Linked DNA regions of Drosophila melanogaster: region 1 is linked to region 2. The links are chromatin contacts, called in public Hi-C maps. All regions are on one chromosome and are shown on one strand. The core of a region is the stretch at or near the end of the contact, and the rest is flanking DNA. Distances in the headings are between cores, read along the strand shown. Region 1 holds the start of Mcr (Macroglobulin complement-related). Region 2 holds the start of nrv1 (nervana 1).

The links. Hi-C and Micro-C count contacts between places; a contact is called where the count stands out from the background.
Region 1: a contact with region 2 is called in a Hi-C map of the Kc167 cell line, with 5 times the contacts expected there. The contact joins the promoter of Mcr here to the promoter of nrv1 in region 2. A contact is called at or near these places in 2 of 107 Hi-C or Micro-C datasets (the Kc167 cell line and eye imaginal disc).

What each region holds. Positions count from the first base shown.
Region 1 is chr2L:8,077,956-8,084,880 of dm6, forward strand. Mcr (Macroglobulin complement-related) reads right to left here and starts at 5,027. Exons shown (of 7, transcript NM_079949.3): 1 at 4,856-5,027; 2 at 1,808-2,657; 3 at 1-1,712. The coding sequence starts at 2,655. It overlaps Bsg (Basigin), which reads left to right and starts at 5,465. Exons shown (of 7, transcript NM_164785.2): 1 at 5,465-5,566. It also overlaps asRNA:CR45257.
Region 2 is chr2L:6,782,750-6,789,653 of dm6, forward strand. nrv1 (nervana 1) reads right to left here and starts at 4,112. Exons shown (of 4, transcript NM_057819.4): 1 at 3,533-4,112. The coding sequence starts at 3,665.

The sequences.
Region 1 (6,925 bases), core at 3,777-6,276, 1.3 Mb after region 2:
TTGCATCGACGCCAAAGGACGAGGCGGGGAAGTACACCAGCTCATCGGGATTGCCTTCGTGAGAGTACCAAATGTGCTTATACGTTCCATTGGTCTGCTCGTCGAAGTTGGACATCTTAGTGATGATCTTGGCGTAAGTGAGCTCGTTGCCGGCTTGCATTGTGTAGAATGCACTGTCGATGCCAGAGAGACCAACATACGAGCCCGGTTCTCCAAAGATAGCCACCTCCACTTTTTCTCCGGTTCTCGCTTTGCGATTGTTGATATATACGGTAAAGTTATTCCGGGAGATGCCATTAACTGGGAACGTAAGGGAATCGGCCACAACCTGTCCCTGCTGGTTAATCTTCCACACTACAATCGTAGCCACAGGTGCCATTTCGGAACTCAGAACAACAGCAATGGTTTTAATGCCCTCTGTAATGGTTTCGCGGTCATTCACCAGGATAACACCCTTTGACATAATGAGATAGTTGAACTCTTCGAGGTAGAAATTCGTGCGGATGTGGAAGATGATATACTCCCCAACCACTGGTTTCTCTGTGCTGGTGGTGACCTTAATGTGCTGATTTCTGGGCGAATAGTGAGACACCAAAAGGAGCTCCGTTTGAATGCGTTCACCACGCGGATCCACAAAGTTCGCCTGCAAGCGCATGTTCTGAACGCCGTTCAAGAAGTCTCTTGCTTGTGGGCGATCGTCCAGGTTCAGATCATTCCTGATGTCAATCTTCACCTCCCAAATGCCATCGCTTTGCTGCGACATAGGCAATCGCTGGGCGGGCCAGTCCCTCCTGCCACCATTGCGGCTCTCCACGAAACCAGAGACTTCCATTAAACCCTGGCGTAATAGGTTTGGATCAATTGGCGAACCATCATGGTACTCAACAGCCAGATATGTGGTAAATGGCATGGCGGGCTTGAAGACCTGCGGCGAATCGCCAAGGAATACCACCCTCAGACTGGAATTATACACCCTGGCCACGGAGTAACCACTGATGATCTCATCGTAGAACTTTTCACCAACAGTGGCCGTGATCAGCACCTCAGAGTTGGCCAGATTGGGCACCAGAAGCTCTAGCTCCCTCAATGGCCACTTGAAGTCAAAGGTACCATTGAAGTAGCGCAAGTAGGGCAGGGTCTTTCGATAAGTTCCACTCCACGCCTCGTAGCTGCTGTCCTGATACTCGGGTTTCCTAACCCAGAATGGCCACTCCTCGTCGAACTGATAGTGTCGCTCGACCACATATTGATTCCTGTACAAAATATCCTGTGAAAGATCTGCTCCATCCTGTGGCAGTTGTCCAGGCACATTATACTGCACTTGCGGATTCTGGTTGGGATTATTGTAGCGCCATCGCTCATTGTATAGGTTAGTTTGCTCCAAAGGTGAACGACCCAGGCGATACTTCTCATTTAGAACTTGGTTGCTGAAGTATCCAATTGGGCGGATCGTGGCCTTGATTGTGAGATTGCCTCTAACTGGTAGGCCACTGGTAAAGTTAGCCATCACCCTTCCGTAGATAAACGGATCCGTTGTGAAGAAGTACGCAGGCATGGTAACATTCACTTCGAATCGGGTCTGATAGTATTCCTCCACGGTGAAGTGACTCTCCTCTTGCTGTCCCTGAGCTATTACACGGATAGTCCATTCTCCAAAAGTGGGCTGATCCGAAAGTTTGTACTCCAGCGAAACGGAACCCAAGTTTGATTGACTGAAAGTTAAAAGGAAATAGGTTGTTTATTTGCAATTTAATTTGTTGATGGAGAGGAACTATTAAGACGTATGAAATATAATAATTCCACTTACCGCGATAGCCAACGTTTAAGAATATGCCTGTTTGGATCCAGCATGTACACATCGACGGGATTGTCAAATCCCTTCAGTTCGGTGGTGATCGGAATGGTCCTAAATCGCACAGTTTCCCCTTGCATATAAAGAGGCTTATCGGTCTGCACAAATATCGTCATGGAGCGCTGTGAGAAGTCTAGTCTTGTTTCGTTCAGGAAGGCGAGGCCACCGAAAACGTTCTGGTAGAAACCTTCCACTCGAAGCTTATAGCTTCCAGTCACACTAGTTGGTGGGATCCTCATGAGCAACGTCTCCGGTATGCCCTCCTTGACATCCTTAGAGTCTCCGCTGATTTGGACACCATCGCACGCGATGCTGGCATGAACGGTTATCGGGTACTGAGCTTGAAGAATGGATACGGACACCTGATAGATTAGACCAGGTCTGACCATTCGAGATGCCACAATGAAGTAAGTGGGCTCCCTGGAATGCAGCGATTCCAGGAAGGTGGCCTTGATGTTATAGGACGACTTTCCACGAGTCAGACTCGGCTCCTCGTTGTCCTGATAGCCTCCTCCCACTCGTTTATTATAGTCATCTTGCCCGGCAATATCGTTGTAGCTCCCCGAATCGGTCCTGTACGGCGGGCGATCACTGGGATTCGTTTGGCCAAAGTTTTGGTTGTTGTTGCTATACTGATTCGTCTGTGGATTGTTACCCCACTGCTGGTTGGGCAGTAGCGGCTGCTGGGGATTCTGCTGGTTCTGGTTGGGGTTGTAGTAGTTGTCGTTTTGTCCGACCGCCGGTTGCAGTGCATCCAAGACGGCGGCTACCACGAGCAGGGCGCGCAGCAAGTGCCACATCATTGCTGAGAGGAGAAGTCAGAAGTGAATGAATTAGAATCGCTGGGCATAAATGCATCTCCCAAATACTATAAATAGAGGCCTCTGATTTGGGTGATCGGCCTGTTCTTTAATGCCTGTCGAATAGGGTGTATCAATGGTTTTCAAAACAAATTTTCGAGTTTATTCGATTTTTCGATAAAAAATAGTAAGCTTTGTATGAAGTTTTTTTGTGATATTGAATAAGAATCACTTTTAACATCCCTGAATAAGCTGCTCTTTAAAAATAAGTGCATAACCTCCTACCAATACTTTGTTTTAAATATAGCCTGTAGTTAAGTACTTAAGATTTTTTTAAATTTTTCGCATATATGTATTTCCAAAGCACCCTAATCCCTAAGTCATGGACCGCATCTCATGTTCGAGGATTGTTGTTGGTCGGTTGATTTCCGCGTGATGCGAACAAGTCGTTAATGAGGGCGCCGACATCGGTATTAATAGACTATAGACGCGATCCGGCAGGAGCAATGAACGTATCTTCAGGGAGATCTTTTTAAGGGGCCAGCGGCAATATGGAAACTATGTCAAACATTAAGTAAAATGTCATTCAAGTGGGCGGCGCAATTAGACAGCAGAGATGTATGCCACGCTGGGATTTGAGGCGTTCGAATCTTCTTTTGAATGGGTTTTTAATGCCTTCGTTATTTATGGTTGATTTATAAGAGATTACGAAATCTCAGCTTCACAAACCACTTTGATTTTCGAGGAATAATTATGAATATACCCATACTATACTATAGACAATTTTTCATATCAATAATGATGTGAACTTTTAATTTAATCTACTTAAAATTCAAAAGTATGACAAATTGTAAGGAACGTTTGAACTCAATTAAAACAGTTCTTAGGAGTTCTTAAAAAATTCATTTTTAAAAATTATTTATTTTTTTTTTGCAAATTGCTGGTGGAGAAATGTGTGCAACATTAAAAAATGCGCATATTTAAGTATTCCAGCTTATCAGCACACAATCAGCCGGCACACAGGGAATACATCATTCGAGCAAGGACCTCGAAATCCTCCCTACTCAGGTATTAACTCCATGGTGTAGGGTAAGAAGTCAACGCTTAATGGCAACCATACAAAAAGGGTCCACGCCAGGAGAACAATGAGGCACCGGCACCGACTTCTAGACAAGTGAGGTGAAATGAAATTGAAGGATGGATGGAGGGAGTGCGTGTGTGTGTGTGGCTGGCTGCATTTGAAATGCATTCACTGGCGAGCAAATGAAGGTAAAGGTAGACCACTGGAACTGAGCGAAACACGCAAATGAAACAACCGGCTACCTGACCATAGATATCGGCCTGGGCGAGATACTCTGTGCACTGAAGCAGCAGAAGTTACTGGCCTATAGGCCAGTCTCTACTCTCGGCGGTGAAAACAAATACCGAACTCGTAATAATTTCAACAACGCGACTTGTAATCCACCCTTTGCGCACAGCTACACAGAGAGAAAATAGTTTACTAGATTTATTTTTTTCACCTTTTGAAATAAATAAGATCTTGATTAAATGGGATTTTTCATATTAAAAATATAAATATTTTTCATTATAAAAAAAAATATTGAATTTTGTTATTTAAAAAAATCTTTTTATAGAGTTTTCTTTCGTTTAAAAATGCCATTTCGGTATAACATTTCTATATAACAAATATATTTGACATCACTTTTTCCAGTGCAAGAGGGCGCACCAGCACCAGCGTAATACACAAGTAAAGTGGGCATTAATTAGCCGAGAAGACCCATTCGAAATGAGTTGAGAGGGCAAAAGTGCAATTGAAACAGCAGGCAGGACATTTTGGGCGGCCAAAGGAGCAACTGTTGGCGGAAATTCGAGAGCTTGAAGGCAGAAAAACGAAAGAAGACGCCGCAATCCAATTGGCCAGCAGGTGGCCAAAACGCCATCCTCACTCACATTTCCTTTTAGTGGCAAAGTGTTCCTAACGAAAAACTTCCTTTACAATTACTAATTAAAGCAACGAGCACATAGTACAAAGTTGTAACCAATATTTGAGGCACTTCTTCGTTTTTCGGTCAACGCCCATGTGCCAACAACAACAACAGCAACAACACAATAACACTGGCTTAGGCATTTTGGAGACGGCCAAACACACGATTTTTGGGCGGGTCGCCAAGTGGAAGAGCTCCGAAAAGCCATTTCTACTCACCTCGGTACTGAAATTCGATCTAATCTGGCTGCTCAGCAGGCCATGCACATTTTATTAAACAACAGAAAGGTAAATAAAACTAACTCGGGAACTCAAAGATTCGAAAAAATGAAACAACACAAAACCAACAGCGATCCACACCCGCTTTGATGACTGATGCAGTGTGACCGTTCGCAGAGATTGGCACAATACCAGATTTCAGGTGTGGCCAGAACGCTAAGAATTTAACGGTCGCACTGCGAGTTCAAACTGCTGATGTGAAAATTTTATAATTCCTAATGATTTTAATGTCATAATAAATTAGGAACAAAGGAAGTAAGCTCATAACGTTACAAAAGTTTATCAGAAAAGCGTATTTTTATTTATTAACTAAGTTTAAGCTTAATCTGCGAACCAGTTATAATTTACGTGTTTCCACAGAATTCTAAGAATAACATATTGCTAGAATATATGAGGGAATTTAGTTCTTAGCCTGGGAGTAAGACAGAGATGGCAAAACTTCATCCGCTCAGCGCCAGTGTTGGATAATGGCATTCTATAGTCTTTTTAGTATATATCGTTCAGTATTTTTGCTACTATTTGACTATAAGCCTTGGTCATACCACCGCTTCAGTTGTCTGTGTGTGTGTGTATTGTATGCATGTGATGTAAGGTCATTCGCGTGAAAATATCAGCGAGGAAAAAATCGAATTTTTGTGTTTTGTGTGCTAGGTAAATGCGAAAAATTGTGCAAAGTCGATCGGTTTAAGGCCCAGTCTGTGTGCCAGCGGTGAAAGTGTGAGCCCCCTCGGTCATTTACGTGTGAAAAGTCGCCAAGAAGTCAAAGGTGCTGGGTTGCCCAACGCAAAAATTATGACGAAAAGCACACCAGCACAAGTACCCATCTCTCTCTCTCTCTCACACACACACACTCGCACACGCAGCAGAAGCAAAAGCAGTGGAGCTGGGAGAGCTAGAACCTAGAGTTGTCAACGCTTTGCGAGGAATTTCGTCATTGAGCGGTGGCATGTGTGTGTGTCAGTGCGTGCTCAGTGAGTGTGTGTGCGAGAGTGCGTGCGTGTGTATTGGTAGTTTGTTCTCTTCATTGGTAGTAAAACACAAAAGAAAAATCATCGGGGAAAAATGTGAAAAATGTACATAATTCGTAACCCAGTCTGCGGCTAGTGCTCGCCAGCCAGTGCCCGAAAATCGTGCTGAGATGAAACACCGCGCACCGATTGAAAAACTATTACATAAATAGTGCAAAGTGTAAATGTTATTGAAGGCAAAAAAGCGGAGCAGCGTTGGGAAAAAGAGCCGCGCACGCTGTCGTCATCGCTGCTCAAAAAGCAAGAAGAAAGCGAAAAAGAGAAATATAAAGACACCCCCTTCCTTTGCCACAAAAGAAAAGAAATGAAATGAAAATGGAAACCCAGTAACTAAAATCCCCAACGCGTTACTGTCACAATGCCGAAAAGTGCTTAAAAACCATATCCGTGTCTGTGTGTGGGTGTTTTCCCTGCTCTGATGTACATACTCCAGTGTGATGCATGATGTACGATGTACTACACTATTCATGCCAATAACATTTTGTTAATACCGTAAATAAACTAATAACATTTAACGCGTGCGATTGTGTGGGTGTTGGGGAATACGGCCCTGCGCCTGTGTGAGTGACCTCGTGTGCGTGTGTCGCGTGCTCCGCTAGTGTTGGTGTATCTTTGCAAGTGTGTGTGTGTGCGGCGGCAAGGAGTGTCATGCGTATATTCTACCTCCCACAACCCCCTACTTACCCACCACCCCCACCCGCAACCTCACACCCTTTTCGAACACTGACCCACTCGCAGGGCCTATCCAACAGCAACAACAACAAAGCCAACAAGCAGGCGGCAGCAGCTCCTTTGCTCCAACGAGTTTTATCTTGTTTTGCCGTTTTAATCATATGCGGGCGCAGAGAAAGGAGAAAAGCCATCGAGCAAGAGAGTGGGAGAGCGTGGAAGGGGAAGAGAAGAGCAGAGCAGCGAAGAGGAGAGGAGACAATCACGTCATCCAGCCTGCCATGACACACCAACATCAACATCGATACAGTGA
Region 2 (6,904 bases), core at 2,862-5,361:
TTAGCACAAGCTGTAAAAGCCACTCGCCGAGTGGCTTAATTTGCACACTTGACCAGCAAGTCGTCCTGTTGTGGGAAATCGTTTAATAGCCAGCACATGTGCAACCGCAATTATGTAATGAGTGTGTGACCCTTTCACTCCGCAAATGTCCCACAATCATGAATAGAAATGGGTGAAGCAACAAGCTTGGCCATTTGAAACCATCATCGCTTTTCAAGGTGTCAAATCGCTTACTTCTTTAATAGAAAAAACTTTTGTATACAATTAATCATAATTTAATCAATGAAATTATTTACTCAAGTAATCGCACCGTATTATGCAAATCCTTACTCAGTTTTTTTCTGTGTGTTTGGAAGCAACAATTATGACGCCATCGTGCCGCAAGTCTCGGCCACGAAGAAAAACACAGAACGAAGTGGAATAAGACGGAGGATGCAACTTGTTGGTGTCTGTCGCCATCTACCCCGAATCGCATCCAGCCAGATTGTGTGGGTCACGTCACCCCCATTACCACTACCATTACCATCTCCACCTCCATCCCAATCTCCATCTCCATGCCCACTGCCAGTTTCAACTCCTGTCCCGTTTTGTCCTCATTGCCAATAAGCCGTCTCCGTGGCGCCGCTTTATTTGTTGCTGTTCGCCGCACCCTTTGTCCATGCGTCACCACTACACATACATACAAACTTACACACACACCCACACACACACACACACACACATTCGAATACTATTACTAGCACCAGCACACCCAGGATCCTTGGCCATCTTTCTTTTCGCCGTCTGTGTGCTTGGGGCCTATAGCATACTTTGCGGCATTTTAAGTGAATTAATTTCACATGTTAACGAGGGGAAGCCCCGATGGCCCCGCCCACGGCAAACATTGCAAGCGTTTAGTTTGCTGATTATTTTTGGGCCTAAATACGGGCGTGACGGGGTTTATTCTCGTTCTGGCCACGTTCTTAATCGAAGAATTACCCAAAGAGCAGCAACAAATAGATTTGTCACGTTTTTGTTTGAGTACTTAACTAAAGACTAAAAAATTTAGCTTTTTTTATGATGATTAGGAAAACTAGCATGTGAATATTTATACTGGCAAAAAAACGAATTCGATATGCGAAAGGGAAATAGTTGAAAACCCAAGTATACCAAAGTAAGAACTTCGAAAAAGAAAGCGAAGAATTTCAGAAAAGGCTTATCTAATTGTATAGTATTGGATCGAAAAAGAAATAGCTTCTATACTGATGATTAAAAAACTAATTTAATTTTAAATTAGCTTAAGCAAATTAGGCTAGTTTCCTGCGCTTTAATTGAATTGTGTATTTTATCGCAGACTTGTCGCTATCGTGACAATTAGTTAGCAGCATGTCAATGTAAGCAGACTGAGGGGCGTGGCGGGGGCGATTAATGGGGAAATCGGATGTAGCCGGCGAAATGCGGTTCTAGCCGGTTTGAGCCAGATTTAGAAACTGGCTAGGGCAGTGATTGCCTGCCTTTCCTGCTGCTTTGCGGTTACATCGATCTGATACGCTGATTTCATTACAGAAATGCAACAGAGTCAAAAATCAGAAGAAATAAAACTTAAGCTCAGTTCGGTAAAGCAATACAAAATACAATGCATATAATACTATGTAAGCAATTATTATCATTATATAACCTTATTTCCAACATTTTGAAGCCAAATGCGATGTAGAGAATTAAAATGTGTAGCAAAGCGAAAGCATTTCGAAAACCAAAAAAGTAATCATGAACCCACTGAACCGGTTCTCTGAGAAGGTTCATCCGCACCTAAAAAAAAAAAAAAAATACAACCGGCACGAACCTAAACAAGTTCTCATTGCGTTAATTAATGGAAAGCAAAGCTTAGCCAACCGTCCAATGCTTTGCCTTCATTTGAAATCGGAATTAATCGGATGGCGATCGTAAATCAAAATCAGCGTTTTCGATCTGCTGTGATTTTTGTTTGTTTTCTGTCTGTTTAGAATTTTGCCACACTGCTTTACATTGTTTATGGGGTCGTTGCCATTTTATTTTTCCACTAATGTCCTGCACATGACTTAAATTACCGAGCATTAGGCAGTGAAAAATCAAAGGACATGCACCACGAATTTGTGCTTAATGATAGGAATTAGCCGAAGGCAGGCCAAACACTTTACCCACTGTATATTCAGTTCTGCAAATAGTTTCATATATTAAATAGATATGCAGCCATATGGCTTTTGTTGTAGCAGGTGTGTCAATAGTTCTTAAGTTCTTTGCCGATTGGACTGAGAATTAGTATAAAATGTCGGAATTAGCATAAAAAGTTATTAGAGCTCTTCGGGGGTACACCTTTGGCGTCAATGTAAATAAATTATACATCAATTTAAACATTCGATAAACTTGAAGCGAACTTGGCCAACTTAATGAAAAGCAAACAAATGACGTCAAGGGAACTTTTCATTCGAGCTACCGATAAGCGAAGTACTCAGAAAATTGCTAAACACTATTTAAAATTGGTAGTGTTTCAGCAGTTGGTTCTGCGATCGGCATATTTTTCAGATATATGTACATTGATATTGTGAGAGCGTTAAATCTCACTATGCCTCTCAGTGCGAAACCTTGAATCTGTTTACAGAACCCATTATAAGACGGCAAATATTATTGGCGATAAAAGCAAAGTGCTCTCTACTCACCACCTCATCCCTCACGTTTTCCCCAATTCCCCTCCCTTTGGGAACGTGGATCCGTGTCCATTTTCGAAAGTCAAGAATTCGCATTAACGTTGAAATATGCTAGCCTAATTAAAAAGGCAATTCAACAATTTAGTAGATTGAACGTGTGTAGCCAAATGAACACACATATGTTTAATGTTCGATTCTAAAACTTTCTAGATTCTTTTCACTTAGCCATTATCACATTGCCAGCGGTTGCTCAAGGTGATTGTATTTCTTAATAATATTTTTATGACTGCCTTAAGAAATCCCACTTCATCATGTTGTCTCGTAATGAGTTTATCTATTTTATGGCGTTGACTAAACATTTTCGAGACACCGCAACGGAGATTTCCGTAGTTGCTTCTTTACCTCATCCCGTTTCCCACACTATGACTCGCCAAATCGACTGATAAGCCTGTAAATACGACCGCACGCTCCTCATATATAGTTTCCATTACCATATGACGGACAAGTGTCTAGTTATATACAATAAACAATCGCATTTTTGTTTCTATGTGCTTGGAGCTTGGAGTGGATGCAGATATCTCATCGGAGGGGCATGCAGATAAGTACTGGAGTGCCTATACTGCATGGAAATTTGGGAACTAGCATTCAAACATTCAAATTATATATTTTTCGAGTTAAAACTAATTCTAAAATGTTAAATGTATGTATTTAAAAACCACAAACAGACTCAATGGATAGAATAGAAATGACTCACAGTGGTTTTAGTCTTATCCTCTTGATGGAACCTAATTCTTAATCTTTTTCAGGCATTCATTTTGAAGTTGTCTACTGATTTTGTTTGTTATTCAGTAGAGTTGTAAAGAACTTACTCCAACTTTTTCCGGTGCGTCCGAAGAAGGTGCCTTCCTGGGGATTGTAGATCATTTCCGAGAAGGTTTGCTTCTTCGCTGGCTGCGGGAATTCGAATTCGCCTTTGGCGCCCTTTCCGTTATTCTTTGACATTGCGGCGCTGTTCTTTCGCACTTGTTTACGGTTAGCTTTTCAGTATTCGATTCGATTCGAAAATTTGGTTTATACTTTTCGTTGATGACGTGGACGGCGCGAAGGCTACGAAAACTGATTTATGTATACGTTGTGCTGTGTATATGCGATGATTCAGCAGACTCGAAACTGAATTCTCATTTATTTTCGCACTCGCAGTACTCTTGAATATTTTTGAAAAACGTGTAATTATGCAATTATTTGCGCCTCGACTGCTCGACTGGTCTTAGAGTTAGGAAAATAAGTTAGAACCGATTTTGGGCGAAATAAGCCGAATCAGAAGCACAAACAAACGGGCTGGGAGCCACGAGAAGTTGTTGCCAACTCTTGGTTTCCCTGCTTCCTGCGACTGCGAATGGCGATGCGTGCTGCGTGTTGCGCTCTCGGCGAAAGATCACCAACTAACCGAACGCAGCCCCAAGTCACCCAGCAAGGCGAAAACTCAGCACCAGTGTTCTTCGCCCCTCAACACTCACACAGGCTCACCACGCGCCTCGCTCTTTCTCTCTCGTTCTCTCTATCTCTTGCGTTCTCGCAACAAAAGCTTCAAGATAAGAGTGATTGAGCACTGAGGAAAACGGGGTACATTTTCAGATAAATAGTTAAGGTAAAAAGCAAAGAAGACTTTTCTGACCAAATTGACTCTTAAGATCGTCAAGATATGTAGGTATTTCTATTATTTCCGATATTAAGCAGTCTAATAACGCATTGGTTTCCCATTTCAAGCTCATGTGAGTGATATCTTAGAAAGAATTCTGTTGCAAGCGATTCCTACAGGACATTACTCATCCGCAATGTGGGCTGACGTCTTTGTTTAAACTCTCAGATGTTATTGGGTATACGAAACGTGACCCAAAAAAGCATTCCACGTATCTAGGGTCAATTTTCTTGCAGTGTGACGTCGACAGCTGTTGAACGTATTCGACACTTTGCCAAGCAACATGAAAAAGGCCAAAGCAAAAGCGTTGGACCAGGGGGGAGGTTATGTGGCTAAGGTGTGAGTGTGTGTGAGCTGGGGGTTTCGTGTGTGTTTTACCTCTTAATGTTCTCTCTATCTCTCTCCATCTCCTTAGCTGGCTACGCAAATAGAATAAATGATTGAGTGCAGACAGTGGCCAGACAACAACACACCCGAGGGCAGTTGCTTGGGCCATGCAATTTTCGCCAGTGCAGCTAAGTGCTTTGCATTCAAAGGCTGTGGAGCCTAGACCGCACTTCACCCTCTAAGAATGTGATACGCTCCTGCTTTATAAATATTAAAATACAAAGCACAAAGAAAATCACACGCATACTAGCACAAGTCGCACTCTCTCTCTCTATCTCCCGTTCTCCCACTCTGGCGTTGACATGCGCGGAGAGTTGAGTACATTGGCTCCACTACACACTCCACCCACGCCCCTCCCCCTAACAATCGCCACCACCATTGTTACTCTCATTATGCTGGCGTGCTGTGTTGTACTGCGCTTTGTTTTGCTTTTCCACGCTCTCCCCAAACGGGTGGATCAGTTTTTTGGGCGCTCTGTGCTTCGGAAATTTCCACGCGGAAATCGGGAAAACTTTCTTTGTTATTGTTCCTCAATCATGGTTCGTCGTCATCAGCATCTGGATAATGCTAACGCTGCACTGAGAAAAATAAACTGTTTCTTACTCTTATATTCCATAACTATTTGCATATAATGGCTTAAGAATTTCAAAAAGAACCTCATAAGCACTATCTTTAGGGAAAATGGTAGAAAATTTACGAGGATTTTTTGTCGAGTGTTTAAAGCGTTGCCAAGTGTCAAGAACTTTCGAGTTGATTAATTCCCTTAAATGTGCACTTCCTTCTGCATGGCAACCCCCTTGCCCCTTGCCACATGAACCCACAACTCCCCCAACAATGGGTTGCCATTGCCAATTTTCCTCATTCTTAGACTGTTGCTGCTGATTGTGGGCATGGAGATGCACGGATAAATGGCCACGGCATTATGTTATTGTATCTCGGTGCTCCATCGTTGTAATCATCACAAGTTGATTAAATGACACTTGAAAACGCCAGGGTGGCTACGTTGTGGAGTCAACTCAATTGTGAGGCGCAATTCCTGCATCTCGGTTTATTGGGTTGTCAGACGAGAGGTGTTTAATCCTAAATGGGTCTTTAATAACTATGATAATTTGGTTAGCTGCAATCACGGGCTAGAATAAAATTGCGAATCCCTTAAGGGGTGCATTCAACTAGCTAAATGACGAACAAATACCTCTTGAATGACGTATATAATTTACCGGTGATAAGTAAGTCTACATACTGTAACTTCATACATTGCCCAATTGGATTTGACCGGTTATATCCATTTAACGGTCAACTGTCGAAGTAACTGCCTTGTTGGACTCTCTCTCTTTTGCTCATCTGAACTCCCTCAAATCTCCCGCATATCTCCAACCAGTTTATCCTGGTCCAAACCGATTTTTCAGACTTTGCTGTGTGCGTGTCGATCTTTAAATCTCGTAGAACTTCCTCATTAGAGGATGGGCTTTGGTTTTTTTTTTTATTTATCAACTGATTTCAGCAGCTACATGGCTTAGGTTCTGTGGACAATGGTCTGTCATTCAGCTAATTAGCTCTCAATTAGCGAATGTACATTGCTGGCATATTTGTGCATACGATAATAAGTGGAAAAGTCAAACAGTTGGAATACAAAATTCCAGTAATCTATTTTCCTCGTCGATCTTCTGACGTCACAGAAGTATTTTAGCAAATTCAGAGAATATAAGCAAAAGTTAAACATAATCGAAAACTGCTGTCTCTGCGCTCTAATTAAGGAATTTTTTATAGATCACTGAAAGAGAAATCTGCAGCGAACAAGATTGTAAATGAAGGGCAAATGTGATAATCATATTCATATGCCGGCTTATACTCTTCACTCGATATTTTAAAAATAAACAATATCAAAAGGCAAACAGCAGCGCTCCGTTAATGATTTTAAATGACGCAATTGGAAGACTTATTATTCGGACTGATAAAAACCGATGTGACCGCGCGCCTACAAAACGTATTATATATAAATAAAAGCCAATCGATCTGGCTTTAAGTATATTTATCAGCCAGCGGCTGACCATTGTCAAGTGACGACTGAGATGGTTGTGATATAGTGTTATCAGCGTTATCTTATCACCCTACAGGGCAAACATCAGTGTTTACGTAAATCCTAAAGTATGTCATA